Regions from separate parts of the Mus musculus genome. Here region 1 is linked to region 2. Evidence: chromatin contacts called from public promoter capture Hi-C data. All regions are on one chromosome and are shown on one strand. The core of a region is the stretch at or near the end of the contact, and the rest is flanking DNA. Distances in the headings are between cores, read along the strand shown. Region 1 overlaps Ola1 (Obg-like ATPase 1). Region 2 holds the start of Sp9 (trans-acting transcription factor 9).

Evidence for each region. Promoter capture Hi-C pulls out the DNA fragments that hold promoters and counts their contacts.
Region 1: a promoter capture Hi-C map of trophoblast stem cells shows a contact between it and region 2, with 3 times the contacts expected there. The contact joins the enhancer-like site here to the promoter of Sp9 in region 2. A contact is called at or near these places in 16 of 39 promoter capture datasets (the 3T3-L1 cell line, 3T3-L1-derived adipocytes, the HPC-7 cell line and 10 more), 20 of 484 Hi-C or Micro-C datasets (the 63-12 cell line, the AML12 cell line, CD4 single positive thymocytes and 14 more), 12 of 115 datasets of contacts at active chromatin or transcription factors (the SCID.adh cell line, T-cell acute lymphoblastic leukemia, bone marrow-derived dendritic cells and 8 more) and 5 of 9 other capture datasets (adipose tissue, embryonic stem cells, embryonic trunk and 2 more).

What each region holds. Positions count from the first base shown.
Region 1 is chr2:73,177,806-73,185,379 of GRCm38.p6, forward strand. The region is part of intron 4 of Ola1 (Obg-like ATPase 1); the gene reads right to left. Among named protein-coding and RNA genes, the nearest start is that of Ola1, 33 kb to the right of the region's middle. Within about 2 kb of position 2,231, at least 5 of the 459 cell types and tissues checked have an H3K27ac peak or open chromatin away from gene starts, as enhancers often do. A contact at or near this core is called in the SCID.adh cell line and trophoblast stem cells, where this site is marked.
Region 2 is chr2:73,268,954-73,276,191 of GRCm38.p6, forward strand. Sp9 (trans-acting transcription factor 9) reads left to right here and starts at 2,973. Exons shown (of 2, transcript NM_001005343.2): 1 at 2,973-3,138; 2 at 4,172-6,818. The coding sequence starts at 3,118. The coding sequence ends at 5,605.

The DNA of each region.
Region 1 (7,574 bases), core at 981-3,480, 92 kb before region 2:
TAACAAATAATAGATTAATAACTTTATACTAATAAATTCAACAATCTAGCTAAAACAATAAAAATTCTAGAAACAAATGAACAGTGAACAAAAAATATAAATTTATCTTGTATCAATTCAAACTGAATTTGAAATAGAAACTTCACCACAAATAAAGAAACAAACATAAAAAAATAAACAAAGGTAGGCCTTGAAATGGCTCATCTGGTAAATTCTTTCTATCATTTAAGAGGGAATGAACAAAGACCTCCAGCAAACCCATCAGAAAATCACCTACTAATTCACAAGGCTAGTATTATCCTAGTGTGAAATTATCTACAAGAAAAGAATACAAGAAAACCAAACAACTGACATGCCTTCAAGAACACTCATGAAAAACAAAGTCTTTAACATTTTAGCAAACCAAAGTGCGATGCTCTAAAGGTATGCTATCCCAATGAAAATCATCTAAAGGTAGGGACGCTATCACAACAAAACTCGTTATTCTGCAGACTAAAACATTAGGAAGAAACACATCTGCAACAAAAATGAAAGTACAAATTTAACTAGTCTGTATATTAACCCCAAAATATAATGATGGCTAGTTACCCATGACTACCAGAAATTCTAATGGTATATGCTTAAATTTCATGAAACAAAGGTCAATGAAAATAGCAATCTTGTAAAAATCAAAAATAACTTAAGCCAGCAAATTTGTAACTTGTATATGAACAAACAAAAAACTAGGGAAGTCTAAAATTCTGTAAAGAAGGTCATCCTGACAGAGTTTATATTAGAAGCACAGTGACTTCCCATCCAAACCTGTCCTATACAGTCCTCAGCAGGTGTCAGACAAGATACGGAGGGCCTGGAACTCGCATGCCCCGTGAAGCTTGTTACAGCCACTTTGAAAACCAGTGTGGTAATGTTTTGGAGCTAAACACACATTTTCCACACTCTTCCAACAACCTTATTTCTATGTATTAGCCCCACCAAAACCCAGAAATTTATGTTCACATAAACACTTGTACACAGATTTCTATAAGAGTAAAGCCTGGAGCAGGGCGTGGTGGCACACGCCTTTAATCCCAGCACTTGGGAGGCAGAGGCAGGCGAATTTCTGAGTTCGAGACCAGCCTGGCCTACAGAGTGAGTTCCAGGACAGCCAGGACTACACAGAGAAACCCTGTCTCGAAAAAAAAACAAAAAACAAAAACAAAAGAGTAAAGCCTGGGAACAAATCACAAGTCATCAACTCATAAATGGATGGGCAAATTGTGATGTTGTATGTTAAAGGCTCTCTGGCAATAAAACATCAACAGGGAAACAAACTATGCACAAACTGCAAAGCGTGCTTGCTGGTGAGTGAAACACATACAACACTGTATGCCATGTGACATTACATGAAATTCTAAAGTGATAAAACTGCATTGAGGGACAGTGGAAGGGATCAACAGCGACTAAACATGAAACGCACTACAGAACATGAAAACCCTGAGTATCTTGATCCATGACAGTGGGTACATAAAACTGCACACCATATTATCTGGCGTTAATGGTGTTTGGAGAAAACACCCCACAAAGAAACTTGATATACAAATGTCTTTCAGGAGGTTTAATATGTTTACCTAAGCTTAACATTACTGACTCTTATCAAGCAGTCGATGTAATTTATTTTAAAAATTTACCAAGACAGTATTGCAGTATACTAAGTGATCATATAAATTTCAAAACCTGTTCCATTAAGTTTCTAGAAGTAAAAGTTGATTCTGAATAATTAATTTAGTAAAAACATAAAAATCAATTTGAAGCGCTGCTACAAATACATATGAGAAACAATCTGCTATGGACAAGAAATCACATTCATTGGAAAGCGTCCTAAACTTGTTCTCAATGGTGTGTAGTCTTTCTACATGCCCCAGGTGCTCCTCCGTTCTGAAAAGGCTACTGACAATGTGCAGCATGGCAAGGTGACCCTCACCATGGTGGGAAGCCTTGGACCTTAAGAGATACAGAGCATTCTACCACCAACATGTACAGGGGATTAACAAAACAAACCAAGAAATCATACTTCTATAACATTTTTATTTCCGAAAGAGACCATTTTATTTTGACACTAAACTCACTGGTGCAAAATCTTGTTTTCAAAAGGTTTCCTCAACAAAGCAGTTTGTTCTGAGCTGCACAGTTCACTGTATTACAAGCACCAGGCTGAACAAACCAGGACTGAGAGAGTCGCCTTATGCACATTGCTGTTGTCCCACATCACTCAGAACAAACCTTTTTAGATCGCTAACTACCACAGGAGTGCTGATTACACAGGCACCAGCAATTTCCTAACCAATGACCACCTGAACAATGATGTGTTCAGCTTCTCAGACCCTGCAGCCTTTCAAAGGTGAATCATTTCACAGTTTGGAACAAGATCTCCATAGCAACTTCCCTTTGAGGGTTTTAGAATCACCATCCAGTAATTCTATGATCATCAAGCTCAACCATTCCCAATGGTTCTTTTCACAGCAGATGGGAAAGGATGCCTTGAAATTTTACAGTCTATTTCAAGCAATTCATCTGGCAGCCTATTAGAATTCAAAATATTTCGACCTTCAATCACAAAGCATGTTATCTGAGGCTGTGGTGATCTCAAGTCAAGACAAGCAGACGTTTTAGTCTAATCATCCATGATGAGAAGAGACTGACAAAAACTCTTAATTCAACCACCATCAAAATGCTTATTTTAACTGCATGAAAGTCTTTCAACAGGCAATGAAAACACACCATGCACCATTTTATCACAACCTCTGTGCAAGAAAAATATGAATTCTGAATATTGACATGGATCTCAGCACTTCTTAGACTACTTAGAACAAGGGCATTCTTTAAAAGTTAGCCTACATCCAACTGAAGAGCACTATTATTCTCTGCCAGAAATCACAGACAAATTGGTAGTGCACCTTAGGTCAGTCAGCCTAATAAAATCAAGAATATTTGCATTTTTTGTTTTTTTAAGTACACTTCATCACAAACAATAAAAGATTAATGTCAACAGAAAATTAATTTTGATTTATAAAAAGGCATATTCTAAAAAAATCATAATTTATAAAATGTTAGTAACCTTGTAAGTTTCCCCAATTACATCAATTCCCAAATAATTCCAAAATAACTAACTTGCCTATTTTTAAATACTAGATTTAACCACTTGCTACTAAGCTGAACTTAATTATTTATCTAGACCTTCTGGAAATTGGAAGTTCAACTATAAAGTAATAGGTTCATTAATTAATTTTTTTTTCTGTATCTGTCTGCTCAGGTGCCTTTATTTGTAATGGCCCCTAATCAGAAACAATACCAGCCAACAAGTGAATCGATAAATCCCATTATATGAATAAAAACAGTACTTAGCAATTTCCAGAAATGTAGCATTACTACCTATAATAAATTTCCAATTATGCCAAGTGAAAACAAACACACAAACAAATAAAAGTATATATGATTCCAATCAAATTATAAAAAATGTGAACTAGCCTACAGCGATTAGTACTTCCCTGGGAGTACAACATCAGGGTGCTTATCTTAGGAAGGGTGCACAAAGGTTCATGAACCATCCTTTGGGGAGATAAGCATACATATGTTGACTACATACGATTTGACAGGTAAATACATCAGTTGGTACATATCAGATGTTTACTTTCCTAATTTTACTTTAATAAAGCTGTTAATAGTTGAGTGAAGATCTTTGAGAACATACTTAAGTTTCATCACAGGGATTTATCAATAAGATGTATGCATTATCTTATGTCTCTGAGCCTTGGTTTATTTTATACTTTGATGTTAACCTATGATTTCTGATTGGTTTTGAGACAGTTTCACTGCATTGCCATGGGTGGCCTCAAACTGCCTCACATATGAGATTAAAGGTGTGTACCACCTCACCTGACCTAATAATTTAGGATTTAGGCTGGGAAAAAATGTTTTATTTAAAATGGTGGCCTCATTAATTAATTTGCAGCATTTACAAGTACCAATTATAGGTATTTATTTCCAATATTTGGTTTGTTTGGCTCTTTTTTTCATTTTGTTTTGTTTTATGAGACATGTTCTCCTTGGGGGCCCCAAAACAGCCTCTCAAATGGTGGGATATTAGGCACACACCACCACGCCTGGAGGTGTATTTATTATAGATATTCAATGGGTCTTCGAAGCCTATCTAAGCAGAAACAAGTTATTCTCTCGTTACGCTGAATCACAATTCCTGCTGACTAAGTCGACTTTAAGAAGATAAGAACTCATAAACAGGACAATTGGTCTGCCTTCCATATAGGTGCACAGTAAACCGGCACCACTCAAGTTCCAATGATTTAGAAACCACACATGAGCAAAAATAAAACATTGTACCTCCTTAAGCATACTCATACCTCACACAATCAAATCATGAAGTTTATTTTCCAAGCAAAGCGTGACACTAACTTCAACTTGTAATTGGACTCAGTCTCCAGGGTAAATGTATAAGTGAGCTGTTTACAATTTTCCATACGAGCTTTGCATTTGGTTTAAATGATCACAACACAAGACGACAGCAAAATTATCTAATGCTATAAAACTGAGAACAATAAGAAAAATACAAAATCTAGATATACTGATTTCTGAAAACTAAGTAAAAACTCTGAATGAGAACAAAACTGATAATTATGTCAATGAGGTCAACCTTAAAATTTGCTTCTTCATACTTTTTGTTTTCAAAAGTTAACTCCCACCAGAATGAATGCAGCAATAAAGACAGGCTGAGGGAAGCGAGGCAAGTCTGCACAATAATTCTGTGGCAGCCGATGCAGGAGGACTGCTGCGGTCAAGGCCACCCTGGCTTACATAAGAAGAGACACTTGGAAAGCAAAGGGAGAAACAGGGAAGAAAAGGGAAAGGAGCGGGCAGAAGAGAGGAAAAGGGTCAATCATAGCATGTTTTACTTCGAATTGGCTTATGATCTGAGCTATGTAACTTAGATTAAAATCAATTTATATATAAAGAACAAAGTAATGCTAAGTAGAAATTTAAACAAAGGATAATGTTTATATTAAGATAAAAAGCAAAAACTTGCATACCAGTACGTATTTTACTTTACGTTTAGGGATATAATATAACTAAGGAAGCAAAAATTAAAAATAATTTTAAAAAATAGCTCACTTGTGAAATTCTAATTCCCAAGTTTTATGATTATGTCAGTGTGAATAATTTCTATTACTATCATAAATCAAAGTTTAAATAAACAGAAACTTCTTAAAATAGTTACACACAGCTTTCTTTTTCCTTGAGTCTAGTTTATTAAACCACACCATGTCCATACACTGACTATTCAAATATATTGCCCTAAAGGTTCACTTGTGGGAACTCTATATTAACTTTGGAATACTCTAAAACATTTCTTTATCAATAATGAAACCTATCAATTATTTTGCTTAGTTATTTGTCAAAAACTAAAATAAAATACCAAAATAAAACAACACATACCTTAGACTAACTTGTATAACTTATCGTATTCTCCTCCTTTTGAACTTTTAAGGAGAGGTATTATTAGTTTTACTAACCTGGAGCTCCCATATGACATCAGTTACTCAATAAATGCTGCTCTCAATTATTAGACAATAATACTAGCTACCTCATGTTTCTGAAACATTCTGCACAGGCAATTACATTTATAATTAATCTCTTGTTATACAATAAGAATAAGAAATACAAACAGATTAATTTAATGAGATAATAGACAATGTTTTAGTATTATCTTCATTTTTTACTTATACTTTCCCCTCCCTCAAAAAATATGCACGGAATCTGCCCCTAACAGTGAGTTAACCCACAAAGTACTTTATCTAAGTGCCTAGAATAACCTTAAATTTACTTTGTAACATATAATCAAGTAACATACTGTAATTGAAGCATACTGAAAACAGCAGTTACTAGCTAATTATCATTAATGGAAACATTTCCCTCAATGAAGATTTTTATACTCCATAATAAAATAGTTTGTTATGAAAATATTTAAGTTATTAAAAACAATTTTGTACTTGATATATCACTAGTACAATTTTTAATAATACATTCATTTTTATTTTTATTAACAGTTTCTACATTTGACCACCAACTGCTGGAAACATCAGACTTCTCAGATTTAAATATACATCAGAAATCCAGCCATAGAACCAGACTACAAGAGGCTGTATGCATGTGTGCTTATGCTGTGTTTCTTCAATCAATACATAGGGTAGCTACCACAGTGTATGGCCAGACTAGCACAAAAATCTAAAGCTAGTGAGGTGGGGAGTGGAAAGGGACAACTAACATGAAAATACCTTTGAGAAAGTCATGTGGGAAGCCTACTATTGCAGAAGCATGCATATGCATATACATATTTTGCTTAGTTATTTGTCAATAACTAAATATAAATGTATATAAAACATATACATCATGGTGTTTTAGATATGCTCGGTCCATAACAAGTGCTACTACCATTGGAAGGTGTGGCCTTGTTGGAGGAAGTACATCAGTGTGCATGCGGTAGGCTTTGAAGGCCTCTGGTGCTCAAGCTCCACCCCCTGGGAGATACTGTCTCCTGGTTGCACTCAGATCAAGATGAGTTCCTTCTCCAGCACAGTGCCTGCCTGGACACTGCCATGCTTCCTGCCATAATGAAAATGAACTGAACCTCCTACACTGTAGGATATCCTCAATTAAATGTCGTCTTTATAAGAGCTGCCTTGGTCATGGCATCTCTTCACGGCATAGAAACCCTGCCTAAGACATACACCGCATACATATACATATAATGATGGAGACAGAGAAGGAAAGGGGGAAGAGAGGGAGGGAGGTAAGAACCTATTGAAGAATCATGGACAATGGAGAAATCAAGTGATAATGACCTGGAAGTTTCACCCCTACTGGTAGTCAACTTTCACAGTGCTAGAAGATGCTGTCCACACCAGCAGAGAAAAAAAAATCAATAATAAATCTTATACAGCTGTGAATCCTGCAAGCTACAATAATCGCTGACCTAGCAGGATATGCCCACTGTGTAATAGTGGCACAATTGTTATGAGAGTAATCAAATGACTTTCTGACCAGACTTAAAGCCCATTTCATAAGACATGACTATATGTCTGACCATAACCAGCGGCAAAAAGCTCTGGCTACACAGACACCTTGGAGAGAACCTCTTACTGCCATTCTGCTAAACGGACACAATATTAAACCAATTCCTAACGACTTGTCATTACACCCAAAGATTAGTGAACCTCATTATCAAAGCTTTTGTGTATGCAGTACATAGCATGTAATGCAGTGACCCACAACTGGTAACATGAGAAAAGACTGCAGGAGTGCTCAGCCCTAAACAACATCTACTACTACCTCCTCTCGAGGCACAGAGATCCTTATAGAAAAGGGAACAAAGATTTTAAGAACCTGAAAGAGTGAACTACTATAATAGAATCGTGTTTTCAGGACCCAACAGAACAACTGCACATATGAACTTACAGTGATTGTGAATATTATGCACAAGATTTGTGCAAAATCAAGCCAGATAAAATCCCAGCATTGGAGGAAGA
Region 2 (7,238 bases), core at 1,723-4,222:
GCACTCCAGTTAAATTGCCCTGATTGCAGAAAGGGAAGCAATTTTCGTGCTCTCTGTCTGGGTTTGGAAGAAATTGTTTTATATTCACCTCTTTATAAAGAAGTGGAGATAAGGCACCGGGGCCTTTGCACAAATTGCACTTAGGGGCTGACTGGCACCATTCAGGCGCTATAATAGAGCATTATTTGGCCGTTTTGAATAATGTAAAGCGTTTGCTGAAAGCTATTCTCCTGAAAATTGCTTTAACTTTTAAAAGGGTGATGATTCACTCCAAACCAGGCCTTTGTTACATTGTCATTATTTCCCCAAATGTTTTAACAGTCAGCTCAACACTTTAGCATAACACATTGATCTTTGTTTAAAAACTAGATTTTTTAGAAGATGAAAAAAATCTGTCAGACGGAAGGGGAAAAAAACTGGAACCCCCCCCCCAAGATTTTCTTTGAGCCCCACCTTAGAGTTGAAACGGGCAGGATTGTTGAATTGTCTGTATTCCTTTGGAAGACTTCCCTAACTTTTATTGTGATGAGGACGCGTGTGTCTAGGAATATGCGAAAGCCCACGTCCAGAGTCTGACAGCTGGAACTGCGTGGAAAACAGCGGGAGGGGGAGGGGACTGCTGCAGGAGGAGGAGGAGGAGGAGGAGGAGGAGGAGGAGGAGGAGGAGGAGGAGGAGGAGGAGGAGGAGGAGGAGGAGGAATCCGGGTGCCTCGAGCCCGAGACGCCTGTGAGAACTGTTTAAATGGTGGGCTTAAAAATGTTACCAGTGCCAAGTGGCTTTTCGGGTTGTCTTATTTATGACTTGGTCAGGTTTCCTTAAGAAGAGGGTGGGTTGGGGAGGAGAAGTCGTGGGGAACCCCTCTGCACTTCTCCTCCCCGGGCTGCCCAGGGTGAATCGGAAACGCCTCGCTGCCACTTAACAATCCCTCTATTAGTAAATCGACGCGAGGACCCTACGGGAAGCCGAGGGCCAGCCTCCCCTTCCAGGGCAGAAATCACCTGTTGGGAACAGCTCCTGGGTCCCCCCTGCTGGGCTTTCTGGCTTGGTCCTGCAGCCTGGTAACCCGCCCCCTTCCACCGCGTTGTCTTTCTTTACGCCCCCCCCCCCCTTAGATTTTTATCTCAGTCACCTAGGACGCAGAGCTTCCTTCCTAGCTGATCAGCTCATCCCTCTCTTTTCTCCTTTTCCGCCATCATTTTCCTCCTTTTCTTTTGTCACCTTAAAGTTTTCTTTTAAAGGCATTCTGAGCAAAAATAGTCTAGGGAAAGGCGACGTCCACATAAGCTCTCCCCATTCACGAAGAGCCGGTGCGTGCAGGCCTGGTCTTCCACCTTAAGGTGAGAGAGAAGTCTTGCGGTGGACTTACTTTTGGGCCTAGAGATCTTGCAAATGAACTCAACCTGGAAAAACAACTTCACATCCTCCTGACTTGTCGTTCCCCCGACAAATTGTCTTTTGCACCCGATCATTTAGGGTTGGGAGTTATTATTTTAAAAAGCAGGATGTGGTTTGGAGGGGGGACGTGCTTACACGTTTAAGTATCCAGACCTGCCTGAGGGCGCTGGTATTTCTAGTTCAAAAGCTGCCTCTGGCTACCCTGGAAAAGACAAAAGTAATGCCCAGAAACAGGAAACCCTCCAGCGGCGGCGCCTTGCGATGCGTGAGGACACCTCTTTTTACACCAAGGTCCAGAGAGGCTTTGAAGATGCTTCCAGCTTGCAGAAGGCGGAGGCGCCCACGTGTGGCCTGGCTTTCGCAGACTCTCTCGGTGAAGGCTCCGGAGAGGTCCTCCAAAGGCTGTGTCAGCAGGGTGCCTGATGAAGATGAGCCTTCCTTTGGAGTCCCTTGGCCCTGAAGACGGAGTTTCTAGGCCCTAGCAGTCTGCAGTGGAGATAGTTTGAATCTGAAGCAAGAAAAATGACTCTATAAACATCCCCTAAAACTCGACTTCAACCTGAAATCCGACATGCAAATCTCCACCGGGTTAAACAAACAGCGGTGCAAGCTGCAGCTTCGGCGGGGGTGGCGGTGGGGGGGCGGACGCCGCTCGCGCCGGTCTCCGTTTCCAAAGTTGTTACAATGTGAAAATAAGCGGCTTCGTGCAGAGTGTTGTATGGGCTGATGCTTCCCACCCCCACGCCAGCCCCCAGAAAAACCTGGCAGATAATCAGCACGTCCCACTGTTTAGTCATATTTGACAACTGGGTTAACCTGGTATCTAGGCGCTGGCGAAGCCATACAAAGGGTGCCCTCAATTACCACCAGGAGCTTCTGGTGTGATAGGCACTTGTATTACCCCCTGGGTCAGAGGCCAGAGCGACAATTAGGAAGTCACTTAGACCGCTGGAGGGAAATGGCGGGATGCAGCAGGCTCTGGGCTCTCCTAACAAGTCTGTGGGTGTAGACCTGCCTGGAGAGGCCCAGCTGTCCTTTGCGCCCTCTGCTCAATAGGACTCTGAGTATAAAAAGAGTACGGTGGGAGCAGGAATCTGGGAAAACGACCACGACAAGGATAAATCCATCGCAAGAGTGATGGCTACAAGTTCAAGTTCTTCGCAGCAACAACGTGTACACACAAAGTGAACGCAGACCATTTCTGCTTGTGCCCTAGGCCGGGGTGTCCCTCTCCTGCTTCTTTCCCACAAGTGGAGAGTGAAGACTGTCAGCCCTACGTAGCAAGGTGGCCAGGGTGGTGGGAGTGGTGGGGGCCTGCGGCTTGGTCTCAACAGTACTTAAACCTGGCTTGGTACGTGAGTGTGTGTAAATTTTTAATTGCACTGTAATTTCTTCTGTCCCTAGCCCGCCCCCCTCCCACCCACGCCCGCAGACTTGACTGGCACGCGCCAGGAGCCCGGGCTCGGGCCCCTCGGAGCGTCTGATTGGCTGCGGGGCAGCTCCCGTCTGCTCTGCCTGCGCCCTCATTGGGCGAGAGGCGCAGCCAGCGGCACTTCAAAGCGGGTGCTCCTCGCACTTAGGCTGAGTTTTGCCGGCGGGAGCCCAGAGTCCGCTCGGCGCGAGCGCGGGACGCGGGAGCCGCGCGGGACCTGAATCGTGATTCCCAGCAGCCGCCAGGCTTAACACCGCTCCGGGCCTCGCCGCGCAGCCCAAAACCTGCTATGGCCACGTCTATACTTGGGGTAAGTGAAAAAGACTCGCTGCAAAGGCTTTGCTCATTTTTGTTTGTTTTGTTTTTGTGTTGTTGGTGGTGGTTTTTTGTTTTTGTTTTGTTTTCTTATGGCTTCTCTGGGCCAGAATCTCTCAAGAAACTGTTGCTATACCACAGCTCTGGTTTCCTTTTAGCATTTTCTACATTTCTGGAACCGATCTTTTCAAGTTATTGGAACCTGGGACCTTTTGCCTTTGCAAGAAAAGAATGTCTTAAGCAAGTTCCCTTTTAACTGGTTTTTGAGGCAAAGCCGAATGTTTCTTTTCTTCCCTTCTTGATTTTAACATCACTCCCCCACTCCCAACCCCACCCCCCGCCACTTGGTTTGGGGGTTGTTGCATTACATTACAGTGTTTTCTGGAAAGTCTTGTTTTGCAGGCCACGAAGTTACATTAATAAACACTTACATTAGCGTGGCTCCCCAGTTTGCCCTTGACTTTGAAAGCCGCTTATACTTGGATTCTTTTTGTAATCGTGTGCGTTGTGTAAATATCAAAACTACGTTTCTGAACTATAAAAGAAAATAGCCAAGTCGTAGCCACTCATTCGAGGAATGTTCTAAGAGTTTCTTCCAGCACTGGGTGGCTGTTTTGGCCACCACCCCCCGCCCTCACCCGTTATTTCTTGTGTGTGTTTACCTTCGTGCTACACCCGGAAGGGCGACTTGGGAGCTTCTGGGAGATGAGCGGGCTTATGGCGTCAACCCAAGTCTGATTCTAGACAAGGGTGGCAGCGAACGAAGTGGCGAAAACCGAGGCATTTCTGATCTATAGTCTCACTGAGGAACAACTTTCCTACTCGCTCGTGGTCGCCTCTGTCCTGCGCGGGGCGCGGCGCGTCCCCCGCCAGCGTGCGGGGAGGAGGCGCGAGCCGGGGTGCCAGGGCCCTCCGGGATCTGCGCGGGGGGAACGAGGCTGCTCACCGGTGCACTTTGTGTCTTCCCCCACTTCTCCCTGCCCTCCTCCTCCTCCTCCTCGCTCCCTCCTTCACCCCACCCACTCTAGGAAGAGCCACGCTTCGGAACGACCCCGTTGGCCATGCTGGCGGCGACCTGCAACAAGATCGGCAACACGAGCCCCCTGACGACCCTGCCCGAGTCCAGCGCCTTCGCCAAAGGCGGCTTCCACCCCTGGAAGCGCTCCTCGTCCAGCTGCAACCTCGGCTCCAGTCTCTCCGGCTTCGCTGTGGCCACGGGCGGCCGCGGCTCGGGCAGCCTGGCGGGTGGCTCGGGAGCCGCCAACAGCGCCTTCTGCCTGGCCTCCACGTCCCCCACGTCGTCCGCCTTCAGCAGCGACTATGGCGGCCTTTTCTCCAACTCGGCGGCGGCGGCGGCCGCGGCGGCCGGCGTGTCCCCGCAGGAGGCGGGCGGCCAGTCGGCCTTCATCTCCAAGGTGCACACGACGGCGGCCGACGGTCTGTACCCGCGCGTGGGCATGGCGCACCCGTACGAGTCGTGGTACAAGTCGGGCTTCCACTCGACCCTAGCGGCGGGCGAGGTGACCAACGGCGCGGCGTCATCGTGGTGGGACGTGCACAGCAGCCCTGGGTCCTGGCTGGAGGTGCAGAACCCCGCCGGGGGGCTGCAGAGCTCGCTGCACTCGGGCGCCCCCCAGGCCTCGCTGCACTCTCAGCTGGGCACCTACAACCCCGACTTCAGCTCGCTCACGCACTCGGCCTTCAGCTCCACCGGCCTCGGCTCGTCGGCCGCCGCCGCTTCGCACCTGCTCTCCACCAGCCAGCACCTGCTGGCCCAGGACGGCTTCAAGCCGGTGCTGCCCTCTTACTCGGACTCCAGCGCAGCGGTGGCCGCGGCGGCCGCCAGCGCTATGATTTCGGGCGCAGCGGCGGCCGCCGCCGGGGGCAGCTCGGCGCGCTCCGCCCGTCGCTACTCGGGCCGCGCCACCTGCGACTGCCCCAACTGCCAGGAGGCCGAGCGGCTGGGTCCGGCCGGGGCGAGCCTACGCCGCAAGGGGCTGCACAGCTGTCACATCCCGGGCTGTGGCAAGGTGTACGGCAAGACGTCGCACCTGAAGGCGCACCTGCGCTGGCACACGGGCGAGCGGCCCTTCGTGTGCAACTGGCTCTTCTGCGGCAAGCGCTTCACGCGCTCGGACGAGCTGCAGCGGCACCTGCGGACTCACACGGGCGAGAAGCGCTTCGCCTGCCCTGTGTGCAACAAGCGTTTCATGCGCAGCGACCACCTGAGCAAACACATTAAGACGCACAACGGGGGCGGCGGGGGCAAAAAGGGCAGCGACAGTGACACGGACGCCAGCAACCTGGAGACACCCCGTTCCGAGTCCCCGGACCTCATCCTGCACGATTCCGGCGTCAGTGCAGCCCGGGCGGCTGCGGCGGCGGCAGCGGCGGCGGCGGCAGCGGCAGCGGCGGCTTCGGCGGGAGGCAAGGAAGCTGCGACCGGTCCCAACGACTCCTAGAGGTTGGCGGAGAGGCGCGAGCGAGCAAGTAGAGACACCCAGAGCGAGCGAGCGAGAGGTTCGGAGGGCGAGCGAGTGGGCGCACGGGAGGGCAGGGGCTCCAGAGAAGCCCCCGGAGCCCAGGCTGGGAGCGAGGTGGAGCAGCGCGGAACCCCGGGCGGTGGCTTGCTGGCGGCGCCGGAGTTGCCCTCAACCCGTTGCGCCCAGATGAGAATCGATCTCGAGGTCCAGAAACAAAAGCGAGCCATCCTCCGACATAAGTGCAGGTTCAAAACTACACACACACACACACACACACACACACACACACACCACCCCGGAGTCCCACAAACGCAAGAACGCACACTCCCGCGCGCGCACTCACAGGCACCCACTCGAACAAACTTCTCCAGAGAAGAGCAATACACAGAAATGTCCCCTCCCCCCACTGCCCACTCCCCCCACCATCCTCTGTCCTTTTCTCAAAAACAAAAAACAAAAACTAGCTACCACTCAGCAAAGGACTGTCAGAACTTTCGAATGAAAACAAACGAGACCTATAAAAACAGACCCTTTGTGTGGATTATATTATATATAAAATCTCCAAGTCCTGCTTGATGTCTACTTACAATGAGACTTTTTTTTTTTTTTCTAAAAAAAGGAAGCATCAAAAAAGGCTTAAGGTGAGATATTCAACTGGAAGTCTAGCAACAGTTTCTCTGTATTTCATAACATCTGTATAAATAGGGTTCAAAGGATTGTGTTCTCTTTTATTTTCTTGTAAATGTTCATTCGAATAGTTTTTTTGTGAATTCCTGAAATTCAGGGAGTTTCTTTTTAATTTTCTGATGCACTTTGTGAAAGTCAGTATATATGTAAAAGATATTTAAAATGTTGAGTTACCATTTCACTCAAACACGTAAGTTAAGGTCATCTAAAGAAATTAAATGCGTTTATCTGTATGAAGAGAATCTTGACATCATATTTTCATTTTGGTGTTATTAAAGGACTCTAAACAACACTCCTCCTTTAAAAAAATATCCTGTTTCCCCCTCAATAATCTTTAATGTGGAATCAACTATTTTTTTTTGTTGGGAAACAAATTCCCTTAATGTTAGTTGTAGGCAATGAAGTTTATGTGGGTTGCAAAAGCCATAGCACACATACATTTTTTTGAGAAGTCAAAATTATTTATTTGTATATCAACAGCAAAAATTAAATCGGGTTATAAGAATGTGTAGTTGTATTACTTAATGGGAGGGCTTGCAAAAGGTGACATTTTAAATCTTTGGATCGCCTTTTTAAAAAGCCAGGGCTTTTGACAGTTTTAACTGGGGAGATACCTACCCATCTCCCGGAGGGTTCAGAAAAAATTGGTGGGTTTGTTTTTTAAAACTGATTTTAAAACAATCTGTGGGGGAAAAAATCTTTCTAGGAAAAAAATATCTTTTAGTTTCCAAGGCTCTCTACGTTGGGAGGCATCTCTGGGGAATAAATCGCTAGAGTCAATACCCCGGAAAAGACATTTCATGCCTAAATGAAAATCTTGTTAAATGTTATTAATTTTGACTTAGAGCACACAGCAGCCCCCTGTGCCTTGTATTCCCTTATTAGGGATTCATGTCTTATCAAATATCTAATTAATCTCCTAGAC